Linked DNA regions of Oryctolagus cuniculus: region 2 is linked to region 1. A link is a contact called in public Hi-C data. All regions are on one chromosome and are shown on one strand. Each heading gives the region's core, a stretch centred on a gene start, on an enhancer-like site or on the middle of the called end of the contact. The rest is flanking DNA. Distances are from core to core; before and after follow the strand shown.

What was found. Hi-C and Micro-C count contacts between places; a contact is called where the count stands out from the background.
Region 2: a Hi-C map of an unstated tissue shows a contact between it and region 1, with 4 times the contacts expected there. The contact joins the enhancer-like site here to the promoter of FST in region 1. A contact is called at or near these places in 3 of 6 Hi-C or Micro-C datasets (ear pinna, skin fibroblasts and an unstated tissue).

Annotation. Positions count from the first base shown.
Region 1 is chr14:74,276,836-74,282,226 of mOryCun1.1, reverse strand. It overlaps FST (follistatin), which reads right to left and starts at 4,110. Exons shown (of 6, transcript XM_070056901.1): 1 at 3,637-4,110; 2 at 1,663-1,854; 3 at 1,041-1,259; 4 at 469-693. The coding sequence starts at 3,721.
Region 2 is chr14:74,745,659-74,751,040 of mOryCun1.1, reverse strand. The region is part of intron 4 of ARL15 (ARF like GTPase 15); the gene reads left to right. Among named protein-coding and RNA genes, the nearest start is that of ARL15, 370 kb to the left of the region's middle. Within about 2 kb of position 2,165, at least 1 of the 8 cell types and tissues checked has an H3K27ac peak or open chromatin away from gene starts, as enhancers often do.

The DNA of each region.
Region 1 (5,391 bases), core at 2,861-5,360:
TTTTTTGGGGGAACAGGATTTCAGAATATCCTTGAATTAAGTGTGTCTGATTATTTCCCACAAGTGGGGTCTTTTAAAAAAGAGTTCCATCAATTACTAGAATCTGACAACAGATTTCAGGAACTGTTAAGTAATTATTTTTCACTTCCAGCAAGTCTGGCACTTAAAAAAAAAAAGTGTAAAATTGAGAGTTTGAAGTTTTCTGAGATGGAACATTTTTTCCTGCACTTTGCAGGCATTTGAATATAGATGTCAGTGCTTCCAGAAAACAAGTTTCCGAGAGGAATGAATGAATGCTGTGATCATGAGGGTTTACTCAAAGCAGGGAGTATTTCGCCCTCTGGTGAAAGCATGTGCCTGGGGAGGCCCGCAGCCTTCTTTATTGCTCAACCCAGCGGCTACCACCAGAGAGCCAGCCTTTTTGATCCTGCCTTCTCTGCTTTTCCTTCCTGCATTCAGAATACCTACTGATACACTTTCCCTCATAGGCCAGTCCGATGGATCTGCCCAGCAGGCAGGTGGCCTTCCTCAGGTGGCAGGCGCTGGGGTAGGTGACTCCATCGTTCCCACAGAGGTACTGTTCCGGGGAGGTAGGCTCAGGGCAAATCCGATTACAGGTCACGCAGTAGGCGTTATTGGTCTGGTCCACCACACACGTGGAGCTGCCTGGACAGAACACATCCCGACAGGTCTCTGAAACACAGAGAGAAACACACATTAATAGGCACCTGTGGCCCCCAAGGAGTGAGCATTTGATGTTACGGAGGCAATTATGGAATTAAAGCATCCAGTTTCAAAAGGCACTTGGGGAGTCCTGTGGTTTTCCAGAGAAAATCTACGACTCCAGGTCGGTCCCTTTAGTACTCTCACTATGTCTTCACAAGTTACAAAAGTAGTTCCTTTACCTGCTATCACTAGCATCGCTATGAGGCTCTTCCTGTGGACTACTCTATCCCCTACGGGGCTTCCAGAGGGTCTACAGTAGGTAGAGAGCTCCGAGGAGGGGAGCTGAGGGCTTGCTCAGGAAGGGCGGGACCTACTTTTACATTTGCCCTGGTACTGGACTTCCAGTTCCGGCTGCTCTTTGCACCTGGCCTTGAGGAGTGCACATTCGTTGCGGTAGGTTTTGCCGTCCATCCCGCAGACGGGACCCTTCCAGGTGATATTGGAACAATCTGGGGCACACACGCAGCGGGGTTTGTTCTTCTTGTTCATCCGGCATTTCTTCCCGGGGCCACAGTCCACGTTCTCACACGTTTCTATGGATTGGAAAGAGGTAGGGATTACAACCAGGGCCGGGCGGTCCGTAGGTCAGCCCGGAGGTCGTGCTGGTGCCTTGTGCAATCCTGTAGCTCTGAGTTTGTTCTCAGGAGCCCCCAGGCCCTCTTTTAGTGGGTTGGAGGGGGGCAGGGCCCCATACCCAAATCTGTCTCCACACGTGGCTCAGAAGTCCGGGGACCTCCGCGGACTCTGTTTTGCGAAGAGTTGTGACAGGCAGGAATGGCTCCCAATGGCGTCTCAGAGCTGGGCGTAGGAAGGAGGAGCCCACCCACACAGCTCTCTTGGTTCCAGTCCCCCCCCCCCCCCCCAGGTAGGTAGTGGGGAAGCCCAGGGTAAGACGCCCTCTGCTGAGGGCCTGAGGTTGGGGAGGAAGAGTCCCACCTTTACAGGGGATGCAGTTGGGGGCGCCCCCGTTGAAGATCATCCACTTGAAGAGCGTGTTGTCGTTCACGTCCTCCTCGGTCCACGAGGTGCTCAGGCGGCCCGTGCTGCAGCACTCCTCCTTGCTCAGCTCGGTCTTGTACAGGACCTGGCAGCGGCCGTTCTTGGCTTGGCGGAGCCAGCAGTTCCCAGCTGTGAAGAGTCGGGGGTGGGAGGTGGATGCGCCGGCGAGCGGCGGGGGACGAGGAGAGGGAGGCGGCGGGCGAGCGAGCACAGACGACACGGCGGGCGTGGGGAGGGGGTGAGCGTGGTGCAGGGAGGGCAGGGCGCGCGGCGGGGGAGACGCGCGGCAAATAAATAGGAGGGGGTGGAGGGGTTGGGAAGGAGGGGGGGAAGCCCTGATCCCAGAGGTGGGGGGCAGACGAGGGGAGGCAGGGCGAGGCAGAAGCCAGAGCGCCCCAGCCATATCAATGTCAGTTAACCAGTGACCCAGACACAACACGTGCAGCTTGCATTGACTTTTACTAGACTGTTTACTTTTATTCGTCCCATTTCATAACCTGCAGCGACTCGAAGGGCAGATTAAAGAACCTGACAAAAACAGGATGCGACGGATGTTTTTACATGTTGGTTTCATGTAGGCGGCACGGGAATTATTTGTGACAGGGGTTAAGAAAGTGAGAGAACGGGAGAGGAGAGGGAGAGAGAGGAGAAGGAGACACACACACACACACACACACACGCACGCACGCGCAGGAACAGATCAAGCAAAAAGGCACTTGCGAAAAATGAAAGCAAAAAAGCAATCCGGAGCTGCCCCGCGCGGCCTCGAGGCGCAGCCCGCCCGACGGGCCCGTTTTGCAATCCGCCGCCCCTGAGCACGCCCGCGGCCACCGGGAGCTTTCGAAATCTCCGAGGGCTGCTTTCCCTGGCGCCCACGTCCCTGGACGCGGGCAGCCGGGCGCAGGGCGGTGCAGACGGCGGGGTCGCTCACACCCTGGAAACGTTCACGCTCACGCGGGCAGGGCACCTCGGCCCGGGGCGAGCGTCCTGCCGGGTCCCGGCTCCGTACACCTAGCTCCCACCTAGCACGAAGAAACCTGTGCAAGGAATCTCTCCCCCTTCCCCTCTTTTAACACCCAGATTTGGTTCAGGAAGTAAGACTTTAACAATAACTGGACCACAGGCTGCTAGTATTATTTTAAAAATTCTGCCCAAGACTAATGGAAAGAAACAGCTATTTTTACAAGACAAACTTAAGAGATTTACTCTTGATACAGCTTAGCATTTAAATCAGTTGTGGGCTGCTCGCTGTTTTACAAAAAGTTAACAGTCCGAGGAATGAAGCAAAGAAGAGGGAAAAAAAAAAACTGTAAAGTAACTCACAACACTCCCGGGTAATAATTTGACTTTTTTTTTTTTTTTTGCGGGGTTGGGGGAGGGGGTTTGGAAGAAGCATCCATTAGGCAGAAAGCTACTTCCCTCGAAAATTTTCAGCACCCACATTTCCAAGTTTGGGCAAACTTTCTGAAACCACGTCCCCCAAGCCACCGGAGAAAATTCAGTGTCTCCGCAGCCCCAGGTCATTGTAAAAAGTCTCCAAAAGACGTGGGAGGCACAGAGGTTAGACTGCAAACCGGGCGGCCGAAATCCGCAGGCTACTACTGATGCTGGTCCCCAACCCCGGAGATACCATCTCAAGTCATCCCGGCCAGAACTCGGAGCATCTAACCCTAATACTGAGGCAGACTCCAGCCTGCTCCTTTTCCTTTTAAAGGAGAGCCGAGCTCCCAACTCCGCTGCCGGTCCCAAAGTGTCACTGCCTTGGTGTTTCCCCACTGCTCTCCATCGCGGAGTCGCTAACTTGGTCCAACATCTTCCAAGAGCAGCGTTGGGGCGAACAGACCACAGAAAAGTAGAGCCCCCTGCCCTCAGCCCAGCCTGCCCAGCGCATCCCCCCCTCCCCTCGCTTACCCTGGGCGCTGCGGTCCTCCATGAACTGGCAGAGCAGCAGCAGCAAGAGGCAAAGCCCGCCGGGCTGGTGCCTGGCGCGGACCATCCTGGGGGCAGGCGCGGGGCGAGGAGCGCGGCGGCGCGGGGAGCGGGCGCGGCGGCGGGGCGGCTGGTGCGAGCGGCGCGCGTCTCGGAGGCGAGCGGCGGAGGGCGCAGAGATCCGGGCGCAGCCCCGCGCTCACAGCCGGCCGCCCGCGCGATTCAATGGACGTCAGAAGCCGGGCGCAGCCGCGCTTTAAATCTAGACGGGGGTCTCCGCGGTTTGCGGTGGGCGGTCTCCCAGTGTGTGGGGCTGTGGGAGGGCGGCCTCGAGCGAGGGTGTGCGCGGCTCCTTGGGGGTGGGGAGCTTTTAAAAGTTCACTGTGAATCAGGTGACATTTCCCACCTTCTGGAAACCCTTCCCAGTTATCTGTCGGAGGTGCCCGAAATCAAAGCGGCAGGAGGGGAATCGCCGAGTTCTTATTTGCGTAGGAGCGGGAGGGAGGGGGCAGGCGGCCGGGGCGGGGGGTGGGGGCGACGCTCGGGGGTGGGGAGCGGGGAAGAACACCCACTTCATGTCCTGCACGCCGCCGCTTGCGGGCAGCGCGCCGCGCCCGGGGTGGCGTGTGTGCGTGCGTGCGTGTGTGTGTGTGTGTGTGTGTGCGGGTGTGCGCCGCGGGGCGCTGGAGCGGGCGGCGGGCCGAGCGGGGAAGCCGGCACTTGGTCTCCGCGCCGCTGCTTCTCCGCTCCTCGGCTCTGGCAAAAGACTTTGCAGACGCCGGGAGAGCCGCGGGCTGCTGGAGAGCCCTCGCTCGCTCAGGGTGGGGTCGGACCCTGCCAGCCTCCCGTACAGCCTGGGCGCGGGGGACCCGGCGGGAGGTTTTGTGTCTGGGTCTGTGCGTGCTGGACTTGGCGGCGGCGGCGGCTCTCGGCCCTGAGGGGTCGCTGGGAACCCCGGCCCCGGCACCTTCCACCCTGGCGGAGCAGCGCGGAGACGCAAGCCCCGGGTCTCCACGAGTAGCAAACAAAAATGTTTAACACCTCAGACACGGCCTCCCCCCCGGTGCAGTCTCGCCCTGTCCCTTTTCTTCTCTCTCCCCTTTCACTTCCCGGGCGTCTGGAGTCGGAGCCCCGAGCGGGGGCGCCGACGTAGGCGGTCTGCCCCCTCCTCCCCGCTCGGCGACTCCCCTAGTTTCTGTCCTGTGCGTCTCTGTCTCTCTCGTCTCCAGCTCGGCTCCAGACTCGATTCTCTCTCTCTCTCTCTCTCTCTCTCTCTCTCTCTCTCTTCTCTCTCTCTCTCTCTCCTCTCTCTCTCCCTCCCCCCCCCCCCGCGAATAAAAAAAGATTGCAACATCGATAATGAACTTCTGTAGCCTCAGTTTATTAAGTACAGTGCCTGGCATTCTTCACTGGAAGTTGGCGGGTCTCTCATTTATAACATTTTTGGCACCGCTGAATGAAACTGAGGAGGCGATATTTCCTTTTATATAAAGCGATTACTTCACGGAAAAGGCTATATTGTTTATTCCAAAGCTGCCTTTTAAATTGCTATTCATTTCGCTTCTCCAGCCCGTAGGACAACAGACAGCGAAGTATGCAGACAAAATTCTTGGACATTCGCAGGTCACTGGGATTTGTTCTACGGATTTCAAACCCGCCCCTCCTTCGCCCCCCTCCCCCAGTCCTCCCCAGGCCCTCCCACCCCCATCTTCCGTCACCCCCCTCCCACCCCCTCCA
Region 2 (5,382 bases), core at 916-3,415, 470 kb before region 1:
ATGTCATTATATGAGCTAAAATATTCCTGACATGGAATACTACATGACAGAATGTTAAAAAAGTAACAAAATACAAATATGGTGAAGAAAGGAGTCCAGGCCCTCAGAGCTGCTGTCTTCCCTGATTGCATTGTGATCTCCTTATCAATGTGGTGTTTTCCCTCGCTCAGCTCATTTCATTTACCCACACCGGGTTGGCTTAGGGCCTGTGAGCTTCCTTGCCACCGTGAACCACAAACATCTTGACGATGGGCGTGCTACCATTAGAACTGCATTCATTTTCATCCTTGCTGATTAAAAAGTGCCACACTTTAACAAAACTTAATGGAGTCTTCCCTCTCATTCGGCTCTTCTGGGCCTGCAGAGAGCCCTGGTCCTGAGGAGACACCCATCGCTAATCCTGGATTCAGCCAAGACCCGACTCTAATCACCATAGCTGATTATGCCACCCCAGGGCCTTCTGTTAAATCGCTCTTACCTAGCATTGTGTGGGAGGTTTCTGCAAAGTAGGAGAGAGAGAAGAGGAAGGGCCTAGACAGACAAAAGTCTAATGAGAGAGCAGAACCCCAGGGCAAAAGCAATGTCAAGTGAACACGCCGGAAGCTGCAATGGGCAAGGTAATAGTTTAATGGAAGGCTGCAGTTTGTTTTCAAAGGCAGAAAAGGAAATTGTGAGAGGACAGCAGAGACATCATTATGACTCAGTCTGTGGTATCTCTTGGCAGCTCAGGGAAAGACAGAGGCTGTGTGGAGAGGAAGGAGAAGGGTCAGCATTCGGGGAGAAAGACCAGGAATGGGATCCTCCGCCGTCATCAGCCTCAACTTGTGCTTACAGAGAAGTGCCTGGCAGTGGAAAAGAAGATTCCTTCTTGACGTCATCTTGAACTTGGGCTTGTAATATCTTTTGCACAAGTAAAGGCCACATTCTGGACCCTTGTCGTGCGGTGTACGGATGCCTTTCAGCCATGGCACCCCCACACGTCATCTCTCCCTCGCAGTGGAGGTGGGTGGGCGCAGTCATGTTGCTGACAGCAGGCCTTAGCTTATATTACAGAGCAAAACTTCAGTTACACGAGAAAGTAACGCTTCCTCCCATGTAAACTAAATCAAAGCACCTGCCACATAGAAATTCGTGGACGTAAAACTGAATCTACAAGTATATTCTTTTTAAATGCATTCGGATAGATAACTGACATCAAAGTACTAGCTCTAAAATTGCTCCCTATTTGGGACAGTGGTACTTTTCACTGGGGCTTAGTTGTCCAAATAAGCAATTCTGTGCACACACGTGTGTATGTGTGTGTGTGATACTGAAATCTTTTTTTAAGGTTTATTTTTATTTTGTTCAAAAGGCAGAGTTAAAGAGAGAAATTGACTGTCTATCTGCTGGTTCACTCCCCAAATGGCCGCAACAGCTAGAACTGGGCCAGACTGAACCCAGGAGCCAGGAGCTTCTTCTGGGTCTCCCACGTGGGTGCAGGGATCCAAGCACTCGGACCATCCTCCACTACTTTCCCACGTGCGCTAGCAAGGAGCTGGATTGAAAATGGATCAGTCAGCACTCGAACCGGTGCCCATATGGCCAGCGCTGCAGCTGGCGTCTTGACCCGCTGCGCCACAGCATCAAGCCCAGATAGTGAAATCTTGACACGGTTCAGTCATTCGGGCAAAAGAAAGGTCTCCTTGTTGCTAAATTTGTAATTCCCAAACTGTGTGTCGAGGCACCCCAGGGTCCCACAGTCAACTCATAGAGGTTATTTTAAATTTTAGAAGAAAAGAAATAATTGATGTTTGTCAGATACAGTGAACTACTATCACGAGGTAGTTCACAGTTTCAACATTAGATGGCGCTACATTCCTTTTGATGATGTCATATCATTCCAAAGAGGTTAACATGATAAAAAGCAAGTACTGCATGACAATTATTGTGGAAAAGGAAATGAAAGTGGCAGTATCCAATCTGATTCCAAGAGTTAAGAGGTTGTGCAGTGCGCCATAGGTATGCACATCCTTTAGTTAGTAATTGTTATGGGTACCATGTTTTCGATCTGTTACTAAGTTCTTAGGACAGCTACTTAGCAGTTGTTTTATCTTAACTACTCAGTATATGAATGGTTAGGTATTTCTTTTGTCCTAGGGGCACCATGAAAAAATGACTATGACTAAGGGATTGATTCATGAATCAAAGTTTTGGAATCTCTGCTCAGCTGTGAGACATTGCTCAGTCTCTGGAAGTTGAGGCAAATATGTCTGCGGGCATACTCTGCACAGGCTCATGAACTCCTGGTTCTGCCCCATCCCTTCTGTCTTTTGGTTCCATTCAAATCAGACATCTTAATGGGAGCACCATGCCCCAGATACCTTTCCTTCCACGTAGACCTAATAGGAGTTGTGTTCCTACCAAGTAGAACAGATGTAATTGGACCAAAAAATAAATGCCAGTAAATTCAATTATCCCATTGGTTTCCATTTCAAAAATGGACTTATTCCCATGGGGCAGGGGTAGACAGAAGAGAATTAGCCCTTGAATCTATTAAAGGTTACACTTGAGGGGAAAAAGGGAATATTTCAAAAGTAAATACTCAAAAGGGAAAATGGTTTTTTTAAGAAAAGTTATTCAAAATAAGCCACAAAAGGCAAGCATATAATTACAAAACAAAACCCCCTAAAAATCAATGTAACAAATAAATCAGAGGTGCTTTTTCAATTTCTAAAATAATTCTTCACTTGCAAAAGCATTCATGACAGGGTTCCCTGTGATTTGAGCCTCCCCAGGGCATTTGGAATATGATTCAATTTTTAAAAATTCCATTTGTACCCAATTTTTTTCAGAAACAAAACTTTGGTTTTAAACAAGGTGCATCTGTTTCCAGAAATGCTTTCCCATGGAGCTCTGGGCAGAAGGTTTGTGTTGCATCTGGAGATCACACTCGGCTCAAATCAAGATTCTCTTTGAGTGCAGCAAGCTCAGGAGCTTGTGTTTGATCCTGTTGGGAACGAGGCTAATTGTTTAAGAAATTAGGTCTTGGTAAGGCTGTTTGCACTTTAAGTTGATTTGGTCTTTTGCAAAAACTTATTTAAGACTTGTTCGTTCTGAAGACCTCGGCTTTCCATGAGCTGAATAATGTGTATTTCCAGGTTTTACCTGGCTTCTCATGGACACCGAGAACCTACCCCAGACACATCTTTTATAATTGGAATGGATTTTCAGTATTGTCTTTTCGGTGGGCTACATCTCTGTGTGTGCCTTCTGGAAAAACTTTTCTTTCCTCACAATATGCTAATTACTTCCCTCCTCTTAATCCAGCCTTACAGAATGAAGTGCCCTTAAAAATGTTTACCTTCAAAATGCCTTTTGTACAAGCATCTCCAAGTTCCTTATAAACATTAATTAATTCACACTGCTGGAGAAGGCATCTCTCATTTCTCCTCCTCAAAATAATGCCTTCTATCGTATGGCAGTGTGTCCCTGCCTTCCTACAGAGACGAGTGATTGTGGGTTTCTCAAGCACAGGAAACCGAACCTTGCACATCTTGGTAAACCTCATACGGCTGACCATCAAGCTTTAAATACACATGCACGCACGCCTGCTCAGTAAGGCTTTTTGGAGGGTTTTATATTAAATAGTGTGTAAGTGTGTAAACAGCTCCAAATATCCTACAAGTCTGTCTCATGCAGAATGAACATCGACTCAATTGCAAGAGGGGCACGGGCAGAATCTTTTGTGTCTGTGTGTGTGTAAAGCAAAGAATGCTTTTGAAATCTAAAGAGCTGCCTTTTAGTCAGTTATGGGATATGAGAGTGCTTCTAGAAGTTCCTGGAAAATGGAAGTAAAAGATAAGTTTGTTTGGGTGCAAAAAAAAAAAAAAAAAAAAAAAAAAAAAAAAAGTTGAAATCCCTGTGCATTTTTTTAAAGGGCAGAACTCAAAATTTCTATTCCTTTGCACTTCAAAAAAATTTTTTTACATATTCATTTGAGAGTCAAAGAAAGAGAGACAGACACAAAAAAAGAGCTCCCATCTGCTGGTTCACTCTCCCAAATGCCCACAACAGCTCCATCTGGGCCAGGCCAAAGCTGGGAGCCAGGAACTGAATCCAGGTCTCCCATGTGGGTGGCAGGAACCCAATCACTTGAGACATCCCTGCTGCTTCCTGGGGTCAGCATTAGCAGGAAGCTGGAGTCAAGAGCCAGAGCAGGTTTTTAAACCCAGGCCCTCTGTTGCGAGACGCCAGTCCTCTGAACTGCTAGGCTAAATGTCTGCTCCCATAATTTTTCCTAACATATTTTCTGTGAATATTTTTATAAGAGAAAGTACACCTTATTTTATTTGAAACCTGGCAAACAGAGATCTTCCATTCACTGCTTTACTCCCCAGATGCCTGTAACAGCTAGGCCTGGCTGGGCCTGGCTGAAGCCAGAAGCTTATAACTCAAGCCAGGTCTTGCATGAGGGTGGCAGGGACACAGATGCTTGTGTCATTACCTGCTGCCTCTTGGAATGTGCATCCGTAGGAAGCTGGAATCTGGAGCAGAGCAGGACTCAAACCCTGGCACTCTGTCAAAGGATGTGCATGTCTGAAGCAGCATCTTAACCACTGTTCCACAAATGTACCACTTTAGGCAGGTGTGGTGGTGCAGATGGTCACGCTGCTGCCTGCAGTGCCAGCATCCCATGTGGGCATTGGATCGAGTCCTGGCTGCTCCATTTCTGATCCAGCTTCCCACTAATATGCCTGGGAAATGCAGCAGAAGATGGCACAAGTACTTGGGCCCCTGCCACCCATGTAGGAGATCCAGATGGAGTTCTAATCTCCTGATCCAGCCTAGATCAGTCCCGGCCATTGTGGCCATCGGGGGAGTGAATCAGCCGATGGAAGGTCTCTGTATCTCCCCCTCTATGTAACTCTTTGTCTTCGAAAAAATACATAAATCTTAAGGAAAAAAAAAAAGCTCACCTCTCCACGAACTGAAAAAAAAAAAAAAAGATCTACCCTTCTATAGCTGTACCAGGTTCGTTCTATTTTCTTCATTTTAGGAGGGATAAAGTCGAGACCTGTGGAAGTTCAGTACTTTGCCTGATGGGTGGCAGAAACTGACGTCCAGCCCAGGTCTGACTGATGGTATCAGCTGTGCTCTTTTGCGATTATCCATTCTCCTCCCCACATCGTGATGAAGCCGGAAGGACCATTTAAAGGTTAGCTCGTCCATCGTGCCTGCAGATGAACAAACTGAAACTCACGGAGACTATGAAGGTGTATGAGGTTGTCTCATGTTCATTTCTTGATGTCTCTGAATGACCTTGAACATGCTGGATCAGTGTTCCATGTTTATCGCTGTTGCACGGTTCCTTTCACAAATTCCCTGCTCCTCCCAAAGGTCGGG